7 separate regions of the Mus musculus genome follow, and all the other regions are linked to region 1. The links are chromatin contacts, called in public HiChIP or PLAC-seq and promoter capture Hi-C maps. All regions are on one chromosome and are shown on one strand. Each heading gives the region's core, a stretch centred on a gene start, on an enhancer-like site or on the middle of the called end of the contact. The rest is flanking DNA. Distances are from core to core; before and after follow the strand shown. Region 1 holds the start of Kctd11 (potassium channel tetramerisation domain containing 11). Region 2 holds the start of Arhgef15 (Rho guanine nucleotide exchange factor (GEF) 15). Region 3 holds the start of Zfp3 (zinc finger protein 3). Region 4 holds the start of Camta2 (calmodulin binding transcription activator 2). Region 5 holds the start of Pfn1 (profilin 1). Region 6 holds the start of Aloxe3 (arachidonate lipoxygenase 3). Region 7 holds the start of Gltpd2 (glycolipid transfer protein domain containing 2).

Region 1 (3,515 bases), core at 280-2,779:
CAGGCCCCTTGGCTGACTCATCCCCCTCCTCTGCAGTCAAGTGGAGGGCAGCACCCTCAGTGGCGCACAAAGCGCAAGGATCTAGAGTTCAGAAGGTCTTCAGGGTCTGGGAAGACAGAGTCCAGGCGGAAGCCATGTTCCAGAGCCACCCGTAGCACCTCCTCCAGGAATGTAGGCGTGTTCGCTACCTCCCGACGATCTTCTGGCCCCCCAGTCCACAGTGGCTGCAGCCCCAGTCTTTGATACTCTACTTCAGGGAGTTCCTGGGGGCGGGAGGCCCACTCTAGCCGAAAATGTGGACCTCCTTCTGCCCTGTCCCCAATGGCCACACCAAATCTGTTGCGCATGGCAGCCAGACACTCAGGGTCAGTGCAGAAGAGGTTGGCTCGGAAGGTGTCCACCTGGACAGAGCTCAGCTCATAGTGGTGGGGGCCCCTTCGAGCGGAGAAGTGCACCTGGCGGGGGCTGACATCTACATCTGCATGGAGTAGGGCGGCTGTGGATGCAGGTGTACCCCGAGAGGCTTCCAATTCCCGCAGGGCATCCAGGAGGGGCCGGATCTGGTAGAAGTCAGCCTCTGCCTTAAGAAGGGCAGTTTCTCCGTACCCACGGGGCAGGTCCAGACGGCCTAGCCGCAAAAAATTGAGGATGTGCCGGAAAGCCTTGCCATCCCTGTCGATGAAGTAATGGCCATCTCCTTGCGGGTTAAGGTTGGCTGGCATTAGGGTGTCAGCCCTAAACATGGCCCCCAGCATGGAATCTGGGAAGCGAGTCAGGGTCTCCAGTGTAGTGGAATATAGTGTTCCCCCCACATTTAGGGTCACGGGACCCCCAAAGGAAGGGGGTAAAGAGGACACAGGAGGGGGGGAAATTTTGGGTAATATAAGAGACAGGCAAGGAGAAGGAAAAAGCAGATATTTGGGGGTTTGGAAAGAATTGGGTGGTAACGTTCAGACTTGCTAAGTTGGAGGCAGAGGTTGGAGAACAAGACAGTAAAGTTTGTAGCTCACCCAAGCTACTTTGGTGGTGGTTGGGGGCTTCAGGACACAAAAATCCCCGAGAGGATGAAAGAACCGATGAAAGGAACAGACGGCAGCCAGACAGGATCAGGGAGCTTTTGGTCCAGACGCTTCTGATTGTGCGTGGTCAGCGATTCCCTCCTGTACTCTTCAGACAGTGGGTTTCCGAAATTCAACCAGCAGGTGACGGTGGTGAGCACCGGTCGGACGCTGAAAGGATCAGTTTGAGTTTCTGAGCTTTTGTAGTTGTAGAGTCCACGTCGGGTTCCGAGGACCTGTTCAGAGGCCCAGCCAGGGTTAGGGGCGTGTGTCCCAAAAGATGGAGGCGCAACTGATAGGAGCCGGTAGCCAGCAGTTCTGTATGGCTTGGGAGAGGCGATGCTCTTGCAGTCAGAGCTGAGAGTGTCCCGGGACTCTGTTGGGAACAGTGTCTCAGGGCTCGGGCGTTACCGCCTTCCTGGGTTGTCGCAGCAGGCACTGAGGTCCTCTCCACCCCCAGGAAGTGGCCTAAGGGCAGCGGTCAGTGGCCCTTTAAGCGACAGTCCCGCCCCTTAGCGCCCCGCCCTACGCCCCCGTGGGCTGGCCGGGCTCTGCTATGGGTGGGAGCCGGCCTTGCCAGTGCGAGAGATGGGGCGAACAGGCTGGACCGGCCGACTGGAGCGGGGGTGGAATGATTCACAGGCTTCGTTGCGGATGTGGCCGCGACGGCCCCGCGTTCCCTGCAGATGTGCATGACCTCACTAGTACAACTTAGTCGAGGATGGAGTCTCCAGTCCATCCTTCTAGTCTGAGAGAATCCACGTCTCCGGGTTGGATCCCGGTCGGGAACTCCCGAGGGGGCGGATGCTGAGCCATCGCATTCCCGGGATGCCTTCGGGCCATCCCAGCGAGCCCAGGTTCCCACGCGGTGGCTTCCCTGGTCCCCTGGGCTCGAAAGCCCCTCCCGCCAAGCCACCGGGTGCTAGTCAACTTCCTCCTTTAGAGAAACCCTAGCCTCTTGAGTAACCACGGCTACCCGCACCTGGGTGGCCAGTGTGCCAAACACTCTGCCGGGCCCCCAGGTGGCGCACAGTAAATGAACTAAGAAAGAAGCCAAGCTGAGAGACTTTAATGGAGACTTCAATGGGGCAGGGTGGGGAGGAGCCTGGAATCACAGAGTATGGAGGTCGTGACTGCGACGGCTCAGTTTCTCTGGGTCGTCCGACGCCATGAGGGAGAAGTCTCGGAATATGTCGAGATACGTCTCGTCTCCTAAGGAAATCAGAGGAAAGACTGGGAGGCTGGACAGCCGGGCTACACAGTAGGGGTGGTCCTGGCAGGGTAAGCACTTTAAAGTGTGGGTGCATCCTAAGTACAGTACCTTTGTTCCACAGGTCAGGCACGTTCGCTGTGCCCAAAACATGTTTGTTGAATAAACAATGGTATTAATGCAGTTGGGTACTAAGGGGTCAGGCATTTCGGTATGGACCTGGGGTCGGGGTCGGGGTGAAATACGTGGTTACTTTACCTGCCTGGCCCTGGGCCGCTTCAGCCTCCCTCATCTTTGCCAATCGTAGCCTGAAGGGTGGGGATTAAGGAGTAAAAGACCTGGAACTTCGCCAAATCCCCATCCTCTGTCCAATTCTTGAGTTGTGTCACTCCTTAAAAATGTCTGTCCATAACTAGTGCTTAAAGATAAAAGCTTACACTCACGAACATTTTTGCAATGTTGGTGTCCTAATAATGGCTCCCCAGGTGAACTCTCAGTATCTCACCCAACTGGTCCATGCTCCTGCTCCACACCCCTCTCCACACACACACACACACACACACACACCCCAGACCTCACCCTCCAAGTCAGGTTTTGACGTTAGTCTCACCCCAACGAGGACTGTCCAAGCATCAGTCTGCCCCTTCGGCATACTCACAGGGTTACGATGTCAGCATTAGTGGTTTCCATTGCGATAGTCAGAGGGTCCCTGCCTTCTGTGTCTCGAGCCCCCAGATCAGCACCCCGTTTCAGGAACAGGCAAGCGAGCCTAGAGAAGAGAGCTAAATTCAGCAACAGGCATCCCCCAATTTCACTCCCAGAAAGCTTCCTCCCCATGGTGCCATTTCCATGGCTCCCTACCCTGTGTGACCAAGAATGGTGGCATGGTGGAGAGGACCCCGGCCGGCACTGTCTGCTTGGTTCACATTCGCCCCATTTTGGAGGAGAAACTCGCAGGCCAGAAGAGAGTTCTGCATAGAGATCAAGAAGATGGCATTTTTAGAGGTGGATTTTTGGATGTTTCAGGGCTCAGTGAGGTGTCAGGCTTGGTCCTCGACCTTTAGATGCTCATATATTAAATCTATCCCGGGACTGGAGAGATGTCTCAGTGGTTAAAAGCACCAGCTACTCGTCCAAAGGAGTCAGATTCAGTCCTAAGCACCCACAATGCCTGTAACTCCAGTTCCAGGGAACCCCCTCCCATATATATACATGCAAGCAAAACACCAATGCACATTAAAAAAAAA
Region 2 (3,515 bases), core at 516-3,015, 920 kb before region 1:
GAGACTGAGGCTGTCTGAAGCCACGTTTTTTTGTTTTGTTTGTTTTGTTTTTGTTTTTAAGTCAGGAGAGAAGGCTGATACATTTCCCTCCCTTCTCATCTCTACTGTCTTCTCTCTTCACCCCTCACCCCTCCTCATTCTGCCCCTGGACCTTCCTGGGCAGCTTTTCCTTTTTAAAGACAGCATCTCTCATTCAGCATCCCGGACTGGCCTCAAAACTTCTGTTCCTCCTGCCTCCGTCCTCTGGAGCTGTATCACAATGTCCAGCTTCTCTAGGATTTTTGCTGCCACAGTCAAGCCAAGAGGACGGGGGGGGGGGGGGGGGGGGAGGTAGGGACAGGCCGTTGGGGAGGATGGGGAGGCAGGGGTAGCAAGATTCAATGAGGAGAAATCACCTTGCTGGTGTAGTTGCTGTGTGTAGGAGTTTATGTAAGCGGGTGTGCGCTGTTAACCAGGGCTGGATGAGTGAGAGTTGAGTGTGCCCTGGGAAGCTGTGTTGTGGAAGAGTGGAGTCAGTCGTGGCTGGTCACAGACACATCAAGAAATATGTGGTTCGAGCACTGTGTGTGTGTGTGTGTGGTGTGTGCGGTGTGTGTGTGAGAGAGTGTGTGTGGTGTGTGTGGTGTGTATGTGTGTGAGAGAGAGAGAGTGTGTGTGGTGTGTATGTGTGTGTGAGAGAGAGTGTGTGTGTGGTGTGTATGTGTGAGTGTGTGTGTGTGGTGTGTATGTGTGTGTGTTTGTGTGGTGTGTGGTGTGTGTGAGTGTGTGGTGTATGTGTGAGTGTGTGTGTGACAGTGTTGTGTGGTGTGTATGTGTGAGTGTGTGTATATGTGAGTGTGTGTGTTTGTGTGTGTGCGTGTGGTGTATGTGTGAGTGTGTGTGTGAGAGTGTGTGGTGTGTATGTGTGTGTGAGTGTGTGGTGTGAGTGTGTGTGTGGTATGTATGTGTGTGTGAGTATATGTGTGTGTGAGTGTGTATTGTGAGTGTGTGTATGTGTGAGTGTGTGTGTGAGTGAGTGAGTGTGTGTGTGTGTGTGTGTGTGTGTGTGTGTGTGTGGTGCAGGAGCTGAGGGATGCATCACTGTTTCCCTACTCTGGCTGCCTCTCCTCCCCCCTCCCATTTCCCAGTTCCTCTCTCCGGACTCTCCCTTTCCGGATTATTTTTAGTCTCCTTTTCCTGCCCTGAAGATTCCTGGAGCCTCTGACCCCAGGAGACCAGGAGGCCCCAGCCTGGTCTCTTCTGCTTCCCATCCTCTTATTCCTGCCACACCTGGGTCTGGTCATAGAAAGAGGCTCCAGTTTGACTCTGGGTCCTGTCTAATGCCAGGGAGGTGGCTACAAGTTCAGGCTGAGGCACAGAACCAGCAGCCCAGGGACGGTGGGACCTGTGCTACTCTACCTCTTGAGGATCAGGAGGATGGGGAGAAGAGCTGGGACACAAGAGAGCCTCTAAATTCCCTATGGCAGTCAGAAATCATAGCCTTCCAGTCCCAGGTTAAGTTGAGAAAAGATGGCTATCAGGAACCCCTTAGATTGCAGCTCACTCAGTGGCCCCTGCATGGTGCCAATAAACCAACCAGTCAGTGTGGTTACCCAAGCTTGGCCTCCTGTTCCCCAGTCTCTGCACCTTCAGGGAACCCACCCTTCCCCATACCGGGTACCGCATGTTACTTCCTTACCCACTCCAGAATGAGCCCAGAGAGTCGGGGGACCCCAAGCACTTACCCTCCAGTTCCCTCCACTCCCAGTCACCTCCGAGAGCTGAGTGAGTAGGGGCAGGAAACAGGAATCCGATCCTCCTCCCAACCGGACACCACCACCCCCAGCCACACCAGGCTCCACATGCGCACACCGGGCCTAGAGGATGTGAGGAATCCGGCATCCAAGATGTTGGAGGTTAGAGAAGACTGGCACGCAGGTATGCAGAGGAGGCTAGTTTCCGATGCACCCTCACCTGTACTGCTGCGTGGCGGGAGGGGTGTGTGTGTGTGACGGTGCGGGTGTGTGTGTGGGAGGGTGTTCAAATGAGGGTGGGCAGCCCTGGGCAAGCTGGGCTGGCAGAACGGCATGACCATCTTCATGCCTCCCTCTTAGCTAAGGGATGTCTGGCTTGCACAACTGTCTACGTCCCCATCTTCCAACCTTGGTGTGAGCCAACCACACTTTGCACTGAGGGATCCTCTCTTCTCCACCCTCCCCCACATCTGCAGAGGCCCCACCCCACCCCACCAGGAATTTACCTCTATGGTTTGAGGTCGTTTTTTTGTTTTCAGCAAATCTTTCCCCTGTCCCTTCGGAGCACCAAATGCCGCCCAAACTCTCCAGATAACTGTTCCTGCGTCTCTGAGGCGGGAACTGAAGGCCCAGATTTCCATCTCCGCAGAGGAAGCCAGTGCCTTGGCCCCACCCAGCCATTGTGTCAGACCAGGGTTGTGAGTGTTGAGGGTGGTGGGGAAGGGGATCCCCTGGATCTGTAGAGTGACTTGCTGCTCACTATTCTGTGTTCCCAGTTCCTCGGGAGGCCCCAGCTCTCAGTGTTGCACTGGGAAGCTCCCACAGCGAATGTCCTGGAAGTCAATGCTGGGGGAGAAAGGAGGGAGGGAGACTGGTGGGGGTTGCAGGGGCAAGTTCCTGTCAGATGTTACTCCGTGGGCACACATCAAGACACTGGGAAGAAAAATCAGGTAAGCTTGTATTGAAAGATGGTTTAAACCCCTTCTTGCAGAAAGCCAAAAAACCTAGTCTTTCTAAGGGACCACACAATCTGCCCTATTTCCCAGCTTCTCCCTTCAGGCCTATTCCTACCTTAGGATTTTTGGAGTTCTCCTAATGCCTGAAAATCTTCCCAGAAATCTCCCTGAAGCATTTCTTCATGTTCTCTGGGCAGCTGGAAGGAACCCTCTCAAAGAGGTCTGTTCTGGCTACTCTAAAATTTCAATCCACTGGGCTACCTGGTCAGGTCTTGTCTCAAAAAAAAAAAAAAAAAAAAAAAAAAAAAGAAAGAAAGAAAGAAGAAAAAAAGAAAAAAATGGAAAGGAAAGGAAATCCAGGCTGGAGGTGTGAGCTAGCAGTAGCCCATTAAAGTGGTTTATGAGGCTCCGAGTTCCATCTGAGTGCTGCAGAGTGAAAGAAAGGAAACTAAGGGGGCTACAGAGAAGGCTCAACATTTAGGAACACATCCAAACAGACTTCCCACAGACAGCCTTTTCTAGCCTCCAAGGGCACCAACATGCATAGCACACATACACACACACACAGAGGCACATAACTGGAGATAATCAAGAGGAAGGAAGGAAGGACTGAGAGATGGCTCAGCAGATGAAAGCACTGCTGCTATTCCAGAGGACTCAAGTTCAGTTCTCAGCACCCACATTGGGTGGCTTACCACTGCCTGTCTCTCCAGCTCCTGGGGAATCGAACACCCCTGGCTTCCATGAGCCTCAGTGCTCACATGCACATAGCCATAGAGAGCAAGCACGCACATATGCATACACCCAAATAATTTTATATTGTTAG
Region 3 (3,515 bases), core at 602-3,101, 880 kb after region 1:
GTACCAGGATTGTGCCGAGAGAGATAAGGAGACTAAGGAGAGGCTTCAGGCACTGGGCAAGGCCCTTCCAGTGAGACTTCCGACTTGGGAGTGGAAAAGATCTAAGGGTTTCTTTCTGTCCCTATAAAGAAACAGCAAACGTGAAATTCTGCTGCAGATGTGACTTAAGCGGGCCACAGTCCAGCCCAAGCTGCCAGCTGACGTTGGCAGTGCCATCCGAGTGTCGCTAACTTTAAAGTCATGAAGAAGACACGAGTGAAGCTGTCATGGGATCTTCCTCTGTGGTTTCAGAGAGCTGCTGAGGCTGCTGTAAGGTAGAATAGTCCTGTGTGTAAGCCCTGAAACCCATTGTGTGAAGCCCGGACTGTGTAGGAACCCCATGTTGTTAGGGAGTGGGGTGGGGGTGGGAGGATAGAGAAGAGAACGAGGTACAGAGAGCTGCATCTTGTAGAAGCTGGAGGGGCAGAACAGTCCACGTCTTTCTTTATACCAGAAACAGAACTAGAGAAGTTGGTGTTTTCTTGCTCAGGTTTAGTTATTCCCTCCCTGTGCCCCCATCTCTCCCTTTGGGAATAGTCATGTGTATTCTGCACTGTTATATTTTGGAGCATCGGGATTACAGTTGCTCATGGGCTCTGGGGATTCGAACTCAGGTCCTTCCACTGCATGGCAAGTGCTTTAACTCCATGAGTCATCTCCCCAGCCCTTACCTCAGAACTAGTTACTCAAAACTAGTTACCCCCCCTGCCTTTTCTTCAAATGTCTTGTTTTTATTTCATTTATTTATTTTGTTTAACAGTACTAGGGGTTGAATTTAGGGCCTACCTAGCACATTCCAGGCAAGTGCTCGACCTCTAAGCCACACCCCCAGCCTCCTTTGCCTTTTCTCGGTTCAGATCTCCTTGTTTAGGTCTATTACAAAGACCATGGCTTCAGAAAAGACCTGATTCCTTACAAATGTTGCTTCAAACTGCACCACCTTCCCAGATAGCAACTGGAAGGAAGGACTGTTCAGTCTTATTTGTATCTAATGTTCACCTCTGGACCAGTCAGAAGGAAGGGGATAATGTGATTAGTCAAGCCAGGGCCACCACTGAGCATAATTAATTCAAGGCCAGTCCTAACTGCCTCAACCTCTCCCTCCCCCACACAGAGATCTACTTCACTGGGCTTGGTTGCTCACTTCAGCAGTTGGAAGGCTGAGGCAGGAGGATCACCACATTCATAGTCACATACGTGCTGTGCTAAAAGACCAAATTTATTCAAGAAGAGAGAAAGGCCAGCAAATAGTGCAGTTCCCATTGCCTGCGGAAAACGGAAATCACACTCAACCTTGAGTTTTTTGTCAAAGCATCACTCCCTGAAGCCTTCCTGACCTCAAAGCAGGCCTCCCCTCCCCCCTCGCTCCTAGAAGATGACAGGCGCACCCTAAATCTAGGAACCGGAGTTGACAGACTCTTGGAAAGCGGGAGGTGAGGCACAAACGCGGCTGCTCGACACGTCCCCGCGGGAAGCGTGGCGGAGTTTCGAGTTTTCCAGCCCACGGAAACGTCAGGGGCGCGCAGAGCGGCTGCTGCGGGGCGGAAGTGCATCCCCGGGGCCCGTCTAGGAAACCGGGAGGACCCTGCGCGTCAGTGGTCAAGGGACACAGTGGGTTTCGCGAGGTGCATGGGACATTCCAGCTAGCCGACCGGCCCTGTCCGACCGGGCGAAGATGGGGTGAATGTGGGCGAGAACGGCAGACGGGAAAGCTGAGACGGGCATGGGGGCGTGGGCTCGCTGGCCACCTGTTCCTCCCGCGAGTGCGGCTCGCGCGGATTGGCCGCAGTGCGCCCGGTACCGGAAGTGGCCGGCGTGGGTCGCCCGTGACACCAGACAACAGCTGCGGTTCTGTGCGCGCCGCGGTGCAGCGCCTCGGGCCCGGCGGAGGGAGCGTGGGCGGCATCCGCCAGCGGTGAGGCCTCTCTGGTTCCGTCGTGCCCGGGGGAGGAGGGCGCGGGGCTCCCGGCCTGGAGCTGGAGTTCTGACTGTAGGCCCGCCCCTGACTCGGGTTTGCTGTGTGACCTTGGACTTTATGGCATCGGGGGCTCCTACTCATTTGCACACGGAGAGGGTGGAGCCTGGGCACTGTCAGGGGCCCGATCCTAATTCTGCTTGCAGGCCTTGTCAGCCAGGGAAACTGGAGAAGCAGGCTCCGACACGGGCATGCCAAAGACCTATGCCTATTTTTCTTCTCTCTCTCTCTCTCTCTCATTTCATTCTCTAAGTATACTGCTAGAACGAATAGCAGGCAAAAATTGGGGGCCCCGTGGCATGTTGTGACCTGTGCTGGCAGGCAGGACATTGGCTTACTAAGGTTAAAGAAAGATGATAGAATTGGGACTAAAGAGAAGACACAGTAGTTCTTGCTGCTCTTCCAGAAGACCCTAGTTTGGTTCCCAGAACTCAAATCAGGCGCCTCGTATCATCTGTAACTCATGTGCACACACATCTATAACTCTGTAGCAACACACAACTACACATAGTTAAGAATAATAATAATAATCATAAATGAGACTGAATTGAGCACAGAATTGACAGAGTTCCCTTGATCCTGGATACCAAAGGAGGAAGATAAATAGTGTCTTGGGAGAAAGAACTTTTCTTGTTGTTGCCTTAGTTTGACTTTTTTTTTTTTTTTTGAGATAGGGTCTCCCTACATATCTCTGGCTAGTCTTGAACTCACTAGGTAGATCAGGTTGACTTAAGACTTTCAGAGATCCATCTGCTTCTGTCTTCCATGTGCTGATATTAAAGGTGTGGGTCATCGTGCTCGGCTAAGAACTTATTTTTATAAAACGTTGATACCAGTTATCTGTCAGACACTGCTCTGGTCTCTTTAGGGACAATGGTGAATGGAATCTTCAATTAACCTTTAAAACAACTGCAGACATTCACCCAGATAGCTCAGAAACCTCACTTAATGTTTTCCAGGTATCAGAAATGTGCTAAGCACTGAGGTTAACAAGATGAGTAGAATGTCATCCTTGGTCACATTGTAGAACAGTGGTGCTCAGCCTGTGAGGTGCAACCCCTCTGAGACTTGAATATCCCCTTTACAATATATACACTACCACTCGTAATGGCAAAATTATAATTATGAAGACGCAATGAAAATAATTTTATGGTCGGAGGTCACCACAACGTGTGTACTATGGGGTTGAAGTGGCACTAGGAAGGTTGAGAACCGCTGCCCTAGAGAAAAGCAAATGCATAATGCGGTGGCATGATGTCTGCATGAAGAAGTAACGCTTGTTGGGGCCTGCAGATCAGAAAGAGGATGGAGGGGACTGTCCATATCAGCTGCATCGCGAAGATGTTTGCTAAGTCCAGGAAGTGAGAATGATTTGTTTCCGAAGGCAGAGAAACTTTAAAGAATGGACAGTGTTTGGCCTGCAGGACACTGAGCACACCTGCAGCTGCCGGTTGTTGTTGAAGACTGTGAGGTAGGATGTGGGGAAAGGAAACGGCCACGA
Region 4 (3,515 bases), core at 535-3,034, 810 kb after region 1:
ACTGAGAACCCATTTTGTGAACTTACCAGCAACCTCAGTGGTGTCCTTGGTATTCATGGTGAAGGTTCCAGGGGGCCAGGTCACCCCCGGCCTGAGGGGCCGGGGGGAGGGGGAGTCTGTGCTGGAAAAGGAGAGAATAAGGTCATGGAAGAAGCCCCCACATTAACCCAAGATGAGGAGCTTGGTGTGATAAAAGGGGTTTAGAACTCAGTGCTGACATCTGGGAAAGATGAAGAAAATGTGGAACTAGAATGTGACAGCAGAACCAGAGAACAGAGATGAAAGAACATAGTACCAGGAACCAACATGAGTGGGGAGACAAGACAGAACAGGGTGCTCAGAAGAAAGGGATGAGTGGGGGATGCTCACAGTGCTGGAGCATTCCCTAGGGCAGGAAGCTGGATCCTGCATGTCTAACCTAGATTCTCACAGGCCCTGACCGACCTGAGAGAGAGTAGGTGAGGTCAGTTAGTAGATCTATTTCTCCACGGAAAAATCAAACAGAAAAAAGAACTCAGGGTACGTTTAGGAAGGGAGAGCAAGGCTAGAGGGAAGGGTAGGCAAGTTGTGAGAGCTGGGGCTCTGGTCCTAGGAGGAGGATGGCTTGGCAAGAAAACCTGGATGCTGAAGGAAAGCAGATCTAAGTCCAAGTCCGGTAACAAGCTGGGCCTTTGAAGACACACCCCAATTTCCTTCTCTCTCTGACTTTTTCTAAGAGGAAGGGTAGAGCTGATAACTGACCTCATGTGCTCTCTCTCAGGTTGGTCAGGGGCTGGGAGAATTTGGAATAGACATGTTGGAGTAAGCTTCCGGGTGGGACATGCCGGCTTCCTCTTTGCAGCTAGAATTCTACTTCACCCTAACACTCCTATTTCCCCAACCTCTGCTTCTTCTCTGGCTCCCAGCCTACCATATCCCCTCTACTGCTCTGGCTCCAGCCTGAGCCTCCGCCCTCTTGAGGAACAGATGGGAGCTGGAGGAGGCTCTCTGCGCGGGTTCTGCCAGGTGTCCGGGGATGGAGAGGGGGTGGAAGCCCATTCAGGATCGGATCGGAGGTGTGCAGAGAGGCTAGGGTTGGGATAAAAAGTCCACCCCAGGGTGCAGGTGCGCAGCTCTGGCTAGGCAGTTTGCCAGGGTGCAGAGCTGGAGCCGGATGAGACTGCGGGCCTGAGAGCGGTGGTCTAAGACTGTCGCCGGGGGTGGGATGCTCTCCCCAAAGGGGGCAGGGGTCCTGGGAGAACCCCGGAGGTGGGAGGGGGTCCCGCCCGCAAACCCGGATGTTCTGGAGAAGCAGCTGAGCAGAGTTCATGAACACCTGGCAGCAAGGGGCAGTGCGGGAGACCGGGGAGGGGGTCTGGGGACTCTCCCCGCACTCTCTGATCCGTGAAGGGGCCCTGCGCCTAGCGGCGCCCCCTGGCGCGGGGAAAGAGGACGGAAGCGGTGAGGTGGGGGCAAACGGGGTGGAGGGACGGTGGTCCCCAGCGCCGCGCTCCACACCCGGGCCGCGTGGAGCTGCGCCCCCTGGCGCGGGGGCGGAGAGGCGGGCTAGAGGCCCTGGCTCTTACCTCCCGGGGTCCCGCGGGTGACGGCGGCAGCGGCCATTCTACCCCAAACCGACCCCCCCTAGCGCCGGCTGACAGCGGCGTTCGACGTCAGTGCGCACGGGGCGGGGCCTCCCAATTAAGGGAACGGGGGTCGGGAAGGGAACCTGGGGTCAGCACACTTGGGACTCTGGGCCAGTCTACGAGACGCGCTGCTGGACCGTCCCTAAAGAGGCAATAGCGCTGAGGAGAACCGGGATCCGGAGGCGGAAGCTCGGCCGATTGACGTGACTTGTGGGCGCAGGAGGATGGGGCGTGGGCAGAGGTCCAGGGCCAGAGCCCTGGAGGCAAAGGAGAGTGCTTGAGAATGCAGAATTCTTCTGGCCTCGGGCGAGACTCGGCAAATTTAGGGACCTAGCCTAACTTCATTGTCCTGAATCCTCAAAAAAATCAACGGAGTCCGCCTTTTCATTCCCCTTCCATCACTACCTCGCACAGAAACAAGACTATTTGGTGCTCTTTAATAACAGAACAGAGAGAACACAAGACCAGGTTCTGGCCTAGAGAAAAACCCGGCTGCGAGTGTACTGGGCAGTTAGATAGGAACTCAAGTGGGCTGTGAATGCCTACGCTATGGGATGGAGACAACAGAGATAGAAAACATCCGCTCTGAAGCCAGCACTAGGGAGTCCTGATGTTTGAATTGATCTTGGGTCCCGTAGCTTGGGCCTGGATGATTTCCCACTACTCCTCAGACTCCAACTCCATCGCCTGGGGATCGTAAACGGGGTTCTTTCTGGCTGTAGCAGTGCTGTAGGTCAAAGAGCTTAGCTGCCCAGAGGCATAAGTCCCCTGCTGGCCTACAGGAGTCCAGGGAGTCCAAAGCAGCTGTAGGTGAGAGCAATTGAGAGCAAGGGGATAAGAAAAGCAAGAATGGAAAAACAGGACTCTCTCCAGATTTCTTAATTGCCAAATTCAGGCACATACCCTCAAAAGCTCAGTTTCTTGACCACTTTTCGTCCTTAAACCAGCTATCCTACCTGGCTCTTGGCTTCTGCCACATCCCCATTTGATTATGAATTGACTTCCTCCCTAACCTTACTGTGTTCCTCTCCAGTTTTACCTGATCTCTGGGAGTGACAGAATAAGTCTCTTTCTGTGGATAGGTTGCCCTCTCTTCTTCCACGTCAAAGTATTTTGTAGTGCTTAGGAGTTCAAAGCCCTCTTCAAGTGCTGGAAGTTCAGGTGTAGCATCAGAGCTGCCCCACTGGGCCCTCTTCAGTCTGTGGAGACATTAGATGGAGGAGACTAGTGCCTGGAGGTCAGTCTTCCAGTCTCTTCATCCCTCACCCCTGGCCTGAAGCACTTCTTGCTGAGAATCACAGGTGCTACCACTGACCTTCAATTCACCCCAACTTTTTGTTCTTCACAGACAAGAATTTTTGATCCAGGGGCCAAACAGTGACCCCCAATTAACGATGTGCTTTCTTGTAATCATGGGCCATGTCACGCCTTCCAGCTTATATGACTTCCATCCCTCAATTGCTTCTTTCCATACTATAGAAATCATGTTTGAGAGTCAGCAAGGTGACTTAGCAGGTAAAGGTATTGGCCACCAAGCCTGATGACCTAAGTCAGGACCCAAATGATGGAAGGAGAGAGCCAGTTCCCATAAATTGTCCTCTGACCTCCACACACATGTTGTGGCATGCACTATATAAGTATATACATAATTAAATGCAAAAAAATAAAGAAATTATATTTCAGTTACACCAAGGACATGGTTCCTTTGTAAGTGCCAATGAATTCTCTTAAAGCTCTTAACTATGCTGCCTCTCTCTAATCCCTGCTTGGCTTGCAGAGGCCCATGCCACGCCTCCTTACTCATTGATGATTCCCTGGCGCCTTCTCAGGTCCTCCAGATGATAAGTAACTGCTCTAACTCGGGCTGGAATGCTTCCAGGTCCCTTCTGC
Region 5 (3,515 bases), core at 270-2,769, 770 kb after region 1:
CCTAAAGTCTGGTAAATGGGTCAAGGAGGAAAAAGTATTCCTCTGAAGTCTTAGATGTTCATGCTTAATAGGGAAAGCAAATGCTGGGTACCAGAAATCGATCAATGATCGAGGGGGAGCCTTTGGATGCTCAGAACAGCCCTTCAGGAAAAGCAGAAGCAAAGAGGGGAAGGGAGGGGGTAGGAAGGGAGGAGAAGTAACTTTGTCCTTATTTGGTCAAAGGTTCTGCAGGCGTTGTTAGGAGCCCGGACGCCTGGGTCTCCGGGTAACCTGGAGTTTGGGTCCAGGTAGCTATGCCCCAAGATAAGGAAGCTGACCCCGGGGGCTCTCTAATTAAGTTCAAAAAGTTTATTAGGGCAGGAGACTAGTCTGTGTGTGAGTCTAGACATCCCAGAGAACCTTTCTCCTTCTCCCCCTTAAACCCCCAAACCCCTATATCCGGTACCCTCCCGCCCGGAAATCCCCTCCCCCCATTCGAACTTCCGCTCCCCCTCCCCACTTCCGGGCAGTGTGGTCAGGGAAGGTGGTGGTAGGGACAGCAGCAACCTTATTCCTTCACTTTTACCGTCTCAGAACTTCTCACAAAGTTCCCCTACGCCGGGCCCGGGCGGATGGCGGGAAGGGAGGGCGAGGGGACTTCCGGAATCGGCCTCCCAGGAATGTTGAGGCTAACGTGCCGACTTGGGGGGTGTGTGTGTGTGTGGCGGCCTCGCCCTCTCTAACGGAGCTGGGAGGGGCAGGGTGGCTACCGAGGTCCGGCCCGGGCCCAAGGCCACGCGCCTGGCGCTCCCATCAGCGTCAGGGGGAACAATGGTGGAGGGAGAGCGAGCATTCGGCCCGAAGGGGAGTCCAGGCTCCGGAGCCCCTTATCAATCATAATCCCGGGCTAAAACTGCAGCGCGTGCCCGCCCCGCCCTGGAGGAGGCGGAAGTGGGCCGCCGCACCGGCCGCCGCGCCCCTCCCCGCCCTGGGCCCCGGATGTAACGCCCGGTCGCAGAAAGCGGGGCGGCGGGCGAGATGGGCGCCGCCGCCGAGGGGCGTAGAGCCCGGGGAACCACAGAGGGAGCCAGTCTCACGCAGCCGCCATTCGCCCCGCCGATGGGAGAGGACCGGATCACGGCCTCCCGCTGCCCTCGCTCGCCTGCGCCCGCCCCCACCCCAGTCCCCCAGAGGGTCTAAGGCCGGTCACTGCTCGGGACCGCACGAGCCTCGCAGTACCGTAATGCTAACGAAGGTCTTCCCGGGGACGGCGGCCCAGACGGAGGGCGAGTCCTTGTAGCCTACGATGGCCGCGTCCTGACAGGTCCCGTCCGCCATAAGGCTGTCGATGTAGGCGTTCCACCCGGCCATGGCGCTGCTGCTGGGGCTGCTCTGCGGGCTGTTGCTGGGATCGCGGGCTCGGGCTCGGGCTGGCGGGCGGGGGAAGGCAGAGAGCTCGGGGCACGCGCTGCCGTCCGGAACGCGGCTCTGTTAGCTGTGCAGCAGCCCTCGCACCGCCACTTCCTGCTCCTCCCCCCCCCCTCTAGATTTTTATTTGCAAAGGGCGGCGGGGCGGGGCCTGCGCCCCATTCCCTCCCTCCATCCTCCCCCCCCCCCCGCCGGGCCAGATAGCGAACTTTTGCAAATGCAATTTTTAAAAAACCCTCCCCCCACTTTGCAAAATTTGCCGAGTTCGATGGAAAGCCACGCCAAAGGCTATATAGAGTGGTGGTGGCAGGAGAGGTTAAGGTTAGGGCTCGCTCCGATTCATCCTGAATACCACTTGGCTATAGAAGGAGGAAGCCAGAGGAAGCAGGGAAAGAAAAAGAAAAAAAAAAAAAAAAGAAAATTAGTAAGGTTGAGCAAGTTGAAGTGGGTTCGGGGAACCCAGGGTTAAACCGAATCATTCCTCCACCCCCCAACCCCCACCTCCGCGGGAGGGAAGGAACGGCGGGCGGCGGCGCGTGCGCCCGCGCCTGCGCCGGGGCAGTGAGAAGCCAGCGCGTGGGGCGGTTGGGGCTAGCGGCTTGGCTGCGTGAGCGCGCGCCTGGCGGGACACATTTGGACCATCCGAGGAGGGAAGACGCGTCCCCAGCAGTCGGGACGGGCAGACGCCCCGGGTTGGGCCCTGCTGCCTTCTCCACATTTATCTAAACGATAAGGGAGCAAAAGTGAAATCGATATAATACTCTAGTCATTTTCAGTACTAAAGGTCTCTCCAACCAGGGCACCTGTCCCAACCGTCTGCCATGTACAGCGCACACGTTGGGTTCATTCGAGCGCGTCCCTAGATTCCCGAGGAATCATTCCCTTCGCTGGATCCGCTCCAGCTCAGCCTCGCCCCATGCCTGAACCCTGTCTACAGAGGTCACTGAATAGGGGCGCCACCCGGGTGACACGACGGGACTCATTTTTCAAGGCGGAAGAATACTAAAGTACCAAGGATGACAACTTTTATAAGAAGAGGAAAGTCCCCTCTACTTTGGACGCACTGGGGCTTTCTTCTTTTCCAGAAAAACTTTTGCTAAGTATTTATGTGCGGTCAGCTCACTCGCCGCCGAGCAGGTCTAGGGGCGAATGGCAGGCCACTGAGGCTGGAGGGAGTAAAGGAGTCACCCGGGACCCTGGCCTCCGAGGGGCTCGGCCGCTTCCGGTCCCTCGGAGGAGGGGCGCCAGGGTGTGCAGCCTCTCCCAGTGGAAGTACTTGGTTCGCTGCCTTTTGGAGCCGGGTTGGGTTCCCTGACGTTCATCCCCAAATTCTGGCTCCCCACGCCCCCCAGCCGAGGTTCTTCGACAGCCGCGTGGCTGAGTCACGGGCGGGGCCGCGCTGGGGCACGTGGCGGCCTGCGCCCGCCATCCCTTGACCTCTGATCTGCGCGCCTCCTGCCCGGGGGTGGAAAAATCCCGCAGGGAGCGGCAGGAGATAAGAGAGGAGGGGCGGGACAGGGACGCCACGACAGGTGGGGACCCTAGGGTGGAGGCAAGGAGGGCGACCCCGTGGGGAGGGCCGACGGGGAGGAGCGCTCGAGAGCCGGCCGCCGCGTGAGTCACCAGCTCCAGCGCCGGCGAGTGAAAAGATGAGGCGCCCTGGGAAACCAGCCGGCCCGCCAGGCTCCCACAAAACGCGGAGCAGACCCCACACTAGCCCTAGACCCCTAGACCTGCTAAGGCGGAGAGAGTTACCGAGTGCAGAGATTCACTTCCTGCGGTGCTGCAAATGGATGGACAGAGTGGCCACAGGCGTCCAAGAGCTTACAAAGGGTCATCCCCTTTTCACGTCCATTCATGGTTTTGTTTTGTTTTTTCCATTCGTGATATAACACCATTCTTTGATAGGCAAGGATTGAGCGCTGAAGCGCCCACAGTCGGTGGGGAAAAGGGCTCCTGACCACTTAGGCTTCACGCAGGAACATAAATGCTGTCCCAGCAGTATCTTTCGGGCGCCAGGCCAGCGCTCAGTGCTGGTCTATATTCGTCTCCTGGCCTCTCATCGCTCATCACTGGCCAAGAGAGGATAGGGTGGAGTGGTGCCGGAA
Region 6 (3,515 bases), core at 419-2,918, 750 kb before region 1:
TACATTATTCTATATCCCATTTTGCATATCACTCCATTTATTCAAACAAACCAAAACAAACACATGAAGCCAACTACTAAAATGTGATTATTGAGTACCTGAAATATGAGTGCTTTCTTCTAAACATGAAAATTAAGGAAGATAATTTAAAAATTCGTTAAAATGCGGATTTTAAAACACCAATTAGGGTTAAAATAAGATTTTCAAATATTGTAGTAAATGAAGTATATTATTAATATTAATAATATTAACTTCCCCATTTTCTTTTTACTCTCTTTGATGTATTCCTCGTTTGTATAGCTAGTACTTTAACGTAATGCTGTTCCCTCTTCTGATTGTTCGGAACTTACGTTCAATTTACATTTCCTTTTAAAAAGAATGCAATTACTTTGTTATTATAGAGCTATTGTCAAACAAGACAGCCTAACAATAGTGTTTGTAAGTGCAGATTCCCACAAAAAGCTAAGCGCCCGAACAGGGACTTGAACCCTGGACCCTCAGATTAAAAGTCTGATGCTCTACCGACTGAGCTATCCGGGCTCTTAGCAAAGCTCTCCACTTTTGCCTAAATGAATTTATTATGATACCTACGTATTCTTGTGTGTATTTAAAGGATGAAGTTCGTTTTTGTCCGAGACTCTGACTTACTGAAACCTAGTCGCTAACGCCTCGGCTTTTATTAGAAGTTAAGGAGGGCAGGAGCGCCACTCAAGCAGGAATCTAGAGGTGCCTAGACCAGCCACGCGGGGCCGCTGCGGGCCACAGGTTTCCCCGGTAGAGTCTATTTTTTTTCTTCCCTGGTCCTTGTGACCTATATCTTGGACACCTAGGGCATACAGGGTGCCTCCCACGGTTCAGCAGGCTGGCTGAGGGAGGACCTGGAGCGTAAAGAATGTCACATGAGGGCCTCCAGATGCTGTCGGGCAGGCTTCCACTCACTTGGCAGGCAGGTCCTATCTCAAAGGAGTGATTGAGGTCGGGAATAACAAAAACTGGAGACAGAGAGAAGACTAGACTTTAGGAGGAGATGGGTGGGTCGGTGGCAGGAAGGAGAACATGATGGCCTTGTCACGTGCTAAGATGTGTGTTATTCACTTGATTGTTGATGAGGTCACCTGGCATTTATGAATTGGTGCAGCTTTCCGATGCACGGTGTGATTCACGTGGGTGATTCACATGTAGGAATTCTGGTGTTCTGGTGCCCATTTCTGGTTTGGAAATAGGAGGAAAAGGCTCTAGGTGGAATCTGGGGAATGGGTGAACATGGGCTTCAGGACATTAGTCAAGCCACTGATCAGACACAAAGTAGTGTCCCAACACGCGTCACCTCCTCCCTGTCTTCCACTTGCCACTTGGTCCCTCCTTCCTTATTCCCTCCCTCACCAATGGGCCCAGGCTTCTGATATCCATCTGGATGAGCCAGCCAGAGGGACAGGCTGTGTCAGAGGCATGCAAACAAGTATTAGGGTGCAAGTCGGTGGGTGGGGATAGTACTCCCGAGCTACCAGCGGAGCTGCCGTGAGAGATCGAGAAAGAGAGAGAGCGCGCGCGAGCCCAGGAACGTCCTAGAGCTGGATCCTTCCTCAGGCCCACCCTTCCCCAGCCCCCAGCCTCCTGCCCAGGAGCTGACTCTCTCTTACCTGTAGCGTACCTTCTCTAGGCTAGCTACTGGTTTGGGGTTATTGGGTCCAGTCATGGCAGTATATCGGCTGTGTGTGACCACTGGTTCCTACCTGAAGGCTGGCACATTGGATAACATCTATGCTACATTGGTAGGCACCTGTGGTGAAAGCCCTAAGCAGAAGCTGGATCGCGTAGGCAGGGACTTCGCCTCTGGATCGGTGAGTACAGAGGAGAGATGGGGAACCTGAAGGAAGTGAGGATTATTCTTGTTGGATTCGTCAAGTCCTGCTGAACTCAGGATGCCTGCTATGTCCTGTGATCATTTTCTTTGACATCCCTGACTTTTGGGAGACGATAAACCATACCAATTGTTCTGAGACAGGGCTGTGGGGAAGGGCATTTGGAATGGATTCTGGGGACTTCCCCTAACTTCCTGGCTTCTCCTATCATTGTTGTTATTGTTATTATTTTCTGTGGTTTTTCCAGACAGGGTTTCTCTGTGTAGCCCTGGCTGTCCTAGAACTCTCTGTGTAGACCAGGCTGGCCTTGAACTTAGCAATCTGACTGCCTCTGCCTCCTGAGTGCAGGGGGAATTAAAAGCCACCACTGCCTGGCCTGGCTCCTCCCCTAATTGACACTAGGCTTTGACCAAATTGATTCCTCTGATCAGATCATGGGTCTCCTGTTCTTTGGGAGGGGTCTGCTTTGTCGGTCGCTAGTTTAGTTTGCTAATGACCCTACATGAAAGTGAACTACTGGCAGTGAGGGTAGGAATCCCTACAAAAATTCACTCAGGCACTGAGTATGGTGCCTGCTCCTCTCTGGATGGAGACGGGCTCTTTCTCTCAATCACACAAAGGAACCACATGGATCAACGACTGCTCAGGCCAATATCCCAGAAAGGTAGCGGTGTTGATGCACACTTCAGAGTGCAAAGATGTCCTCGACAGTTCCTGGTTGCTCAAAGGCCTGCTTGCTGCTTCCCTCACTCCAGGTTCAGAAGTATAAGGTGCGCTGTGAAGCAGAGCTGGGTGAGATCTTGCTGTTGCGCTTACACAAGGAGCGCTTTGCTTTCTTCTGCAAGGACCCTTGGTACTGCAGTCGAATCTGTGTCACTGCCCCCGATGGCTCTGCTGTCCACTTTCCCTGCTACCAGTGGATCGATGGCTACTGTACTGTGGAGCTGCGGCCAGGAACAGGTGGGCAAGGGACAGAGACTGCACAGTACTGCAGAGGCTTCGTGTGAGGTTAGGAATGGAGTCTCACAGAACTCGGCGCGTAGGGAATGTGACTGGGGTTAGGAATGCCGGGATCCCAAAGCAACAGTGTCTGATAAAGAGCACTGCTAAAGTCCTGACATGCAAGAGCTTCCTGGGTAGTGTTTATTGTTCTGGAGGTACACACAGACAGGCTCACACAGACAGACGGACACAGATAAGCACACACAGAGAGACTCACACTCCCATAGCAGGCAGCTAATGGTATCCCTCTGCATTTCTCCAGAATATGGTCTTCTGGAACTCAGAAAGGAATAAACGTACAAGCTAGATCTCAACAGGTAGAAAAGCCATGAATATTTAGAGAATTAACCTGCAAAGATCCTGTACCTTACTTTTTTCTAGCTTTTCTGGTGGGGATGAAGGGTCTGGGAAGTGAGTTAGGCTCTTTTGTTGAATTTTGGATTTCAAGGATACTGGTTTGAGCCCTTTCTTGCCTCCAGAACTCTTTGTTCCAAAGACGTAACACTGGGATTTTGTGTGTGTACAAGTATGCACGCGTTGTGTGTGTGTATGTTATGATAAGTCTCAGAGATGAGAGATGGGTGTCTGTGTTAGAGTGAGGTGAGTGAACATCATTCCACAGTCTACAATGACCTTTTCATTGACTTTACT
Region 7 (3,515 bases), core at 620-3,119, 640 kb after region 1:
GTCTACAACCCAGCACTAGAGGTGCTTCCCTGGCCCCCTTAAAAAGTCAGAAAGCCATGGATCCAGTCTTCAACGTACAGAGTGCCTGTTGTCACCAAAGCTCACATTCCAGTGAGGAAGCCAGAAGGTTCTCCTCTCTCCCCAGTGAAGCTTGAGCTGTGCACACACAGACACACAGACACACAGACACACAGACACACACACACACACACAGTACTGGGGACTGCACCTAGAGTCTTGCACATTCCAGGAAGACACTACCACTGAACTATATCCCTAACCCATTTTATACTTTAAAAAAAATTTTTTAAACGATTTTTAATGTTGTTCACAGAACAAGGCTTGATTTGATTTTTATTATTTTAAAAAGCTTAATGTTTACTTCGTTTTCTGACTCTGTATTTGTGCTGTCAACACTTACACACTGGTTTTCTGCTCCTCAATAAGGAAAGAATGCCAGATCCTGTCATGGGCATATTTAGCACAGGTGGGGTCACCCATTGTTGTTGTTGTTTTAGGCAGGTTCCCTAGGACTTTAGTTCTCAGAGCACAAACTCCTCAAAGTCTGCCTGGGCACGCACCATGTGTGGATTTGGGTGCTTTTCTAAGTTTCTTGGAATAAAGATTAACAGGGGTTCTGGATAGCCATTTCTTGTTAGAGTCTGTATTACAGGGAAACCTACAATGGTATGTCAGATGCTGGGCCTAAACATTATCACTAGAGTTGGAGTGTCCCTTTTTATAAAGCATGTTAAGACAGAGTCTAGATAAGTTATCCAGGCTGGCCTTGAACTTTTGATATTCCTATCTCAGCCTCCCAAATACCTAAGGTTACATGAAGACCTGAGCTACTGTGCCCAGCTATGAAAATACTTTTGTATTCTGGGGGTCTAGTGTAGGGCCTGCCATAGGAAAGTAATGACTGATTTAATGAATGAAACGCTAAAGTGAAGCTCAAAAAATTAAATTATAATGTCCAAGAATCACTGATGGAAGGCCCCAGACTCAAATAGTGTGCAAAGGCAAAGAGCGTCTATTCTGCAGAAATTACCAGCATGCAGGGGTCACAACAAAATGGCAATGACTTGAGGGGCTTGCAAGACATCCTTTTAGGCAGGTCTAGGGGAATTTCCCAGAAGGACTAGGTAACCTCTAATATGATTGGTAAGGGTCAAAGCAGTAACATTAGTACCATTTTCATTAGGTGCTAGGTTAGTTCTATTATAATTGGTGAGACCCTGAAGATTTTTGGAAGCCAGCTCAGTTCTGGCTTTGTTATCTTCTTCAGCCAGGAGTCTCACAAGCAGACTCAGCTACAGCCTTATCCTCCCTAACTCAGGCCATCATTGGCTAAAGGTTCTTTGTCAGTGGCTCCTTCAGAGAAGCCCAGTAAGCTTCCTGGGGAATTGAAATTTTTATTCCCAAGGTTTCCAGACCTCTCGGCAAGAATGTAAAAAAAAAAAAAAGAGAGAGAGAGAGCCTAAAGCCCCATCCTCGAGCCTTAACAAGTAAGACGTATTGGGCAACTGTGGTCAGCTTTCCACTTGGAATGCTTTCACATGCGTTATCAATTGATCCTCACATGAGATTTACAAAGGCCCATTATCTGCAGCTTACAGTGGATTCGTGTCCAGATTTAAGGAGAACCCACAAGACGCTGCCTCTTACGACAAGCTAGCCCCACAGGTAAAGGCAATGCAGAGACAGGTCACATATTATGTCCCCCAAATCGTCATTATGTCTCTCACCCTAGGATCTGACCTCTAGGGCAAAGGACACAAGGGAGGGGTCCTTAATAGATTAATTATTAACTCTCTGCACCTCTGGACACCACGGGAAGGGAAAGGCCACCAACTAGCTAGGTGAGGTGCACCAGCGATGGTCATGGGGGTCTCACTGTCCCCAGCCCTGGGACGCTGGTTCCGCCATGCAATTCCCTTCGCTATCTTAACGCTGTTACTTCTTTACATCAGTATATGGTTCTTCTATGAGTGGCCCTTCCCCTTACCAGCTCAGAGAACCCAGCAGTCCGGCCTGCGGGGACTCAAACTCCCTTCTCCTTCTCCAGTCCTCGGCTCCCTGCTTAGTTTCCCGGCAGGGGTGCAGTCCTGCAATCCAGAGAGACCGCTACCTTCCCAGGTATGTTTGAGTTTTAAGGCCAGAGTCTGGGGACTCTGCAACAAAGAAACAGGGGAACCAGACTGAGAATCGAATGAAAGGAGGCTCCTCCCTCTCTGTTCCCTCCCCCCTTCAGATGTCAAGAATAACCAGGAGGAACCCCAGCTAAACCTGAGGGACATTCTTCAGGGCCCAACAGTGGCTAAGTAGGCCTAGCAGGCTAGGAACTTTTCATGTATCTCTTATATCTATCTCCCAGACTGGCCCAGCGGCCAGACCCCTAGTGGTCCCAGAGAAGGAAGAGCTTCCCTGTCTAGGGCCTCATGGGGCGCTGGGTCGCATGGTGAGCCCCTTCCTGGCCTGTATGAGCCCTGAAGGGGATGTGGCGTTGTCTCAGTATCTGGCAGGATGGAGAGAACTACTTAGGTGAGTGGTCTCCCTTCCCCAAGCCCATCTTCCTCCAAATGATTCTGTGGTTTCGCAAGTCATCTCCCCACTTCCACCACCAAACAGGTTCCTAACTCCCCTTGGCACTGTCTTCGCCTTTGCCACCAGCGAGGCCTTCAACAAGGTGACCGACCTCGAGGCTCGTGTGCACGGCCCCAATGCTTCACACTACACATCGCTGATGACTATGATCACATGGGAGCGGGGAGCAGGATTGCTACAGCGCCCGGGAACCGAACCTGGGCATTCAGCCGGGTCCTCGGGCTCTCGAACGCTACTTTTGTTGCATCGCGCGCTGCGCTGGTCCCAGCTCTGCCTCCACAGGGTGGCGACAGGGACGCTTGGAGGTCCAGATGCGGGCACGCAGTGCGGGGAAGCCTACAGCACCGCCCTGGCCCCGCACCATCCATGGCTTATCCGTCAGGCCGCTCGCCTGGCGATCTTGGCCCTCCCGAGTCGCGGTCGCCTGCTCCAGCTGGCGTGTCCCGGAACAGGAGAGGCGGACGCGCGGGTTGCTCTGGCCCGGGCCGCCGGCGTCCTGGAGGATGTGTACAATCGTACCCAGGGCCTGCTGGCCGGCCACGGCCTGCTCCAGCTGGCTTGATGGCCGCGGCATCAAGAGACCGACCAGAAAGGCATTTCTGGGAAGGGATGTACATACTCAGGGTTACCGGCGGCCTGAGAGTAGCTAGCGGTCCTCTTTAGTGAAGTCACCACAGTTAAGGCCCACCCCCAGCAGGGCAGTCTCAGTGATGTGTGAGATCCTCTCATCTTCAGCCTCTGGAAGCTGGAAGAAGCAATGAAGAATAAAGAATGCTTTAGTAGCTGTCGACATCCGGCGTTATGTATGATAACTGGAGAGCTAGCTTAAGGGCTGGGGGAGGGTGTGGGAAGACCTGTTATCCCTGCTCTTTGCATCTGAAGGACTCATATTCCCCTGAGCTCATTTC

The links. Promoter capture Hi-C pulls out the DNA fragments that hold promoters and counts their contacts. HiChIP or PLAC-seq counts read pairs in DNA pulled down with a chosen protein or histone mark. Capture Hi-C pulls out chosen DNA fragments and counts their contacts.
Region 2: a contact with region 1 is called in a promoter capture Hi-C map of liver, with 2.1 times the contacts expected there. The contact joins the promoter of Arhgef15 here to the promoter of Kctd11 in region 1. A contact is called at or near these places in 2 of 39 promoter capture datasets (liver and pre-B cells).
Region 3: a contact with region 1 is called in a FOXA1 HiChIP or PLAC-seq map of pancreatic cancer cells. The contact joins the promoter of Zfp3 here to the promoter of Kctd11 in region 1. A contact is called at or near these places in 1 of 39 promoter capture datasets (liver) and 1 of 115 datasets of contacts at active chromatin or transcription factors (pancreatic cancer cells).
Region 4: an H3K4me3 HiChIP or PLAC-seq map of bone marrow-derived macrophages shows a contact between it and region 1, with 5 times the contacts expected there. The contact joins the promoter of Camta2 here to the promoter of Kctd11 in region 1. A contact is called at or near these places in 1 of 39 promoter capture datasets (liver), 2 of 115 datasets of contacts at active chromatin or transcription factors (bone marrow-derived macrophages and microglia) and 1 of 9 other capture datasets (liver).
Region 5: a promoter capture Hi-C map of pre-B cells shows a contact between it and region 1, with 2.1 times the contacts expected there. The contact joins the promoter of Pfn1 here to the promoter of Kctd11 in region 1. A contact is called at or near these places in 4 of 39 promoter capture datasets (the C10 cell line, liver, neutrophils and 1 more), 2 of 484 Hi-C or Micro-C datasets (B cells and CD4 T cells) and 2 of 115 datasets of contacts at active chromatin or transcription factors (effector CD8 T cells and memory CD8 T cells).
Region 6: a promoter capture Hi-C map of liver shows a contact between it and region 1, with 2.3 times the contacts expected there. The contact joins the promoter of Aloxe3 here to the promoter of Kctd11 in region 1. A contact is called at or near these places in 1 of 39 promoter capture datasets (liver), 1 of 115 datasets of contacts at active chromatin or transcription factors (pancreatic cancer cells) and 3 of 9 other capture datasets (adipose tissue, liver and pancreatic islet).
Region 7: a promoter capture Hi-C map of liver shows a contact between it and region 1, with 3 times the contacts expected there. The contact joins the promoter of Gltpd2 here to the promoter of Kctd11 in region 1. A contact is called at or near these places in 2 of 39 promoter capture datasets (the C10 cell line and liver), 2 of 115 datasets of contacts at active chromatin or transcription factors (memory CD8 T cells and microglia) and 1 of 9 other capture datasets (adipose tissue).

Annotation. Positions count from the first base shown.
Region 1 is chr11:69,879,456-69,882,970 of GRCm38.p6, forward strand. Kctd11 (potassium channel tetramerisation domain containing 11) reads right to left here and starts at 1,530. Exons shown (of 1, transcript NM_153143.4): 1 at 1-1,530. The coding sequence starts at 755. The coding sequence ends at 57. Acap1 (ArfGAP with coiled-coil, ankyrin repeat and PH domains 1) reads right to left here. Exons shown (of 22, transcript NM_153788.3): 19 at 3,130-3,239; 20 at 2,927-3,037; 21 at 2,527-2,576; 22 at 2,112-2,270. The coding sequence ends at 2,170. It overlaps Mir6924 (microRNA 6924), which reads right to left and starts at 2,639; the gene lies at 2,577-2,639.
Region 2 is chr11:68,955,122-68,958,636 of GRCm38.p6, forward strand. Arhgef15 (Rho guanine nucleotide exchange factor (GEF) 15) reads right to left here and starts at 1,766. Exons shown (of 16, transcript NM_177566.4): 1 at 1,725-1,766. Gm32273 (predicted gene, 32273) reads left to right here and starts at 1,866. Exons shown (of 3, transcript NR_168013.1): 1 at 1,866-1,917; 2 at 2,273-2,683.
Region 3 is chr11:70,762,596-70,766,110 of GRCm38.p6, forward strand. Zfp3 (zinc finger protein 3) reads left to right here and starts at 1,852. Exons shown (of 2, transcript NM_177565.3): 1 at 1,852-1,954.
Region 4 is chr11:70,686,321-70,689,835 of GRCm38.p6, forward strand. It overlaps Camta2 (calmodulin binding transcription activator 2), which reads right to left and starts at 1,785. Exons shown (of 23, transcript NM_001190376.1): 1 at 1,566-1,785; 2 at 27-121. The coding sequence starts at 57. It overlaps Inca1 (inhibitor of CDK, cyclin A1 interacting protein 1), which reads right to left. Exons shown (of 7, transcript NM_001252484.1): 5 at 3,426-3,515; 6 at 2,665-2,824; 7 at 2,041-2,429. The coding sequence ends at 2,286.
Region 5 is chr11:70,653,131-70,656,645 of GRCm38.p6, forward strand. Pfn1 (profilin 1) reads right to left here and starts at 1,520. Exons shown (of 3, transcript NM_011072.4): 1 at 1,219-1,520. The coding sequence starts at 1,350. It also overlaps a transcript of Eno3 not described here.
Region 6 is chr11:69,124,709-69,128,223 of GRCm38.p6, forward strand. It overlaps Aloxe3 (arachidonate lipoxygenase 3), which reads left to right and starts at 1,669. Exons shown (of 15, transcript NM_011786.2): 1 at 1,669-1,841; 2 at 2,618-2,822. The coding sequence starts at 1,695. It overlaps n-TKctt27 (a tRNA gene), which reads right to left and starts at 540; the gene lies at 468-540.
Region 7 is chr11:70,517,340-70,520,854 of GRCm38.p6, forward strand. It overlaps Gltpd2 (glycolipid transfer protein domain containing 2), which reads left to right and starts at 1,870. Exons shown (of 3, transcript NM_146020.1): 1 at 1,870-2,139; 2 at 2,378-2,544; 3 at 2,632-3,397. The coding sequence starts at 1,879. The coding sequence ends at 3,169.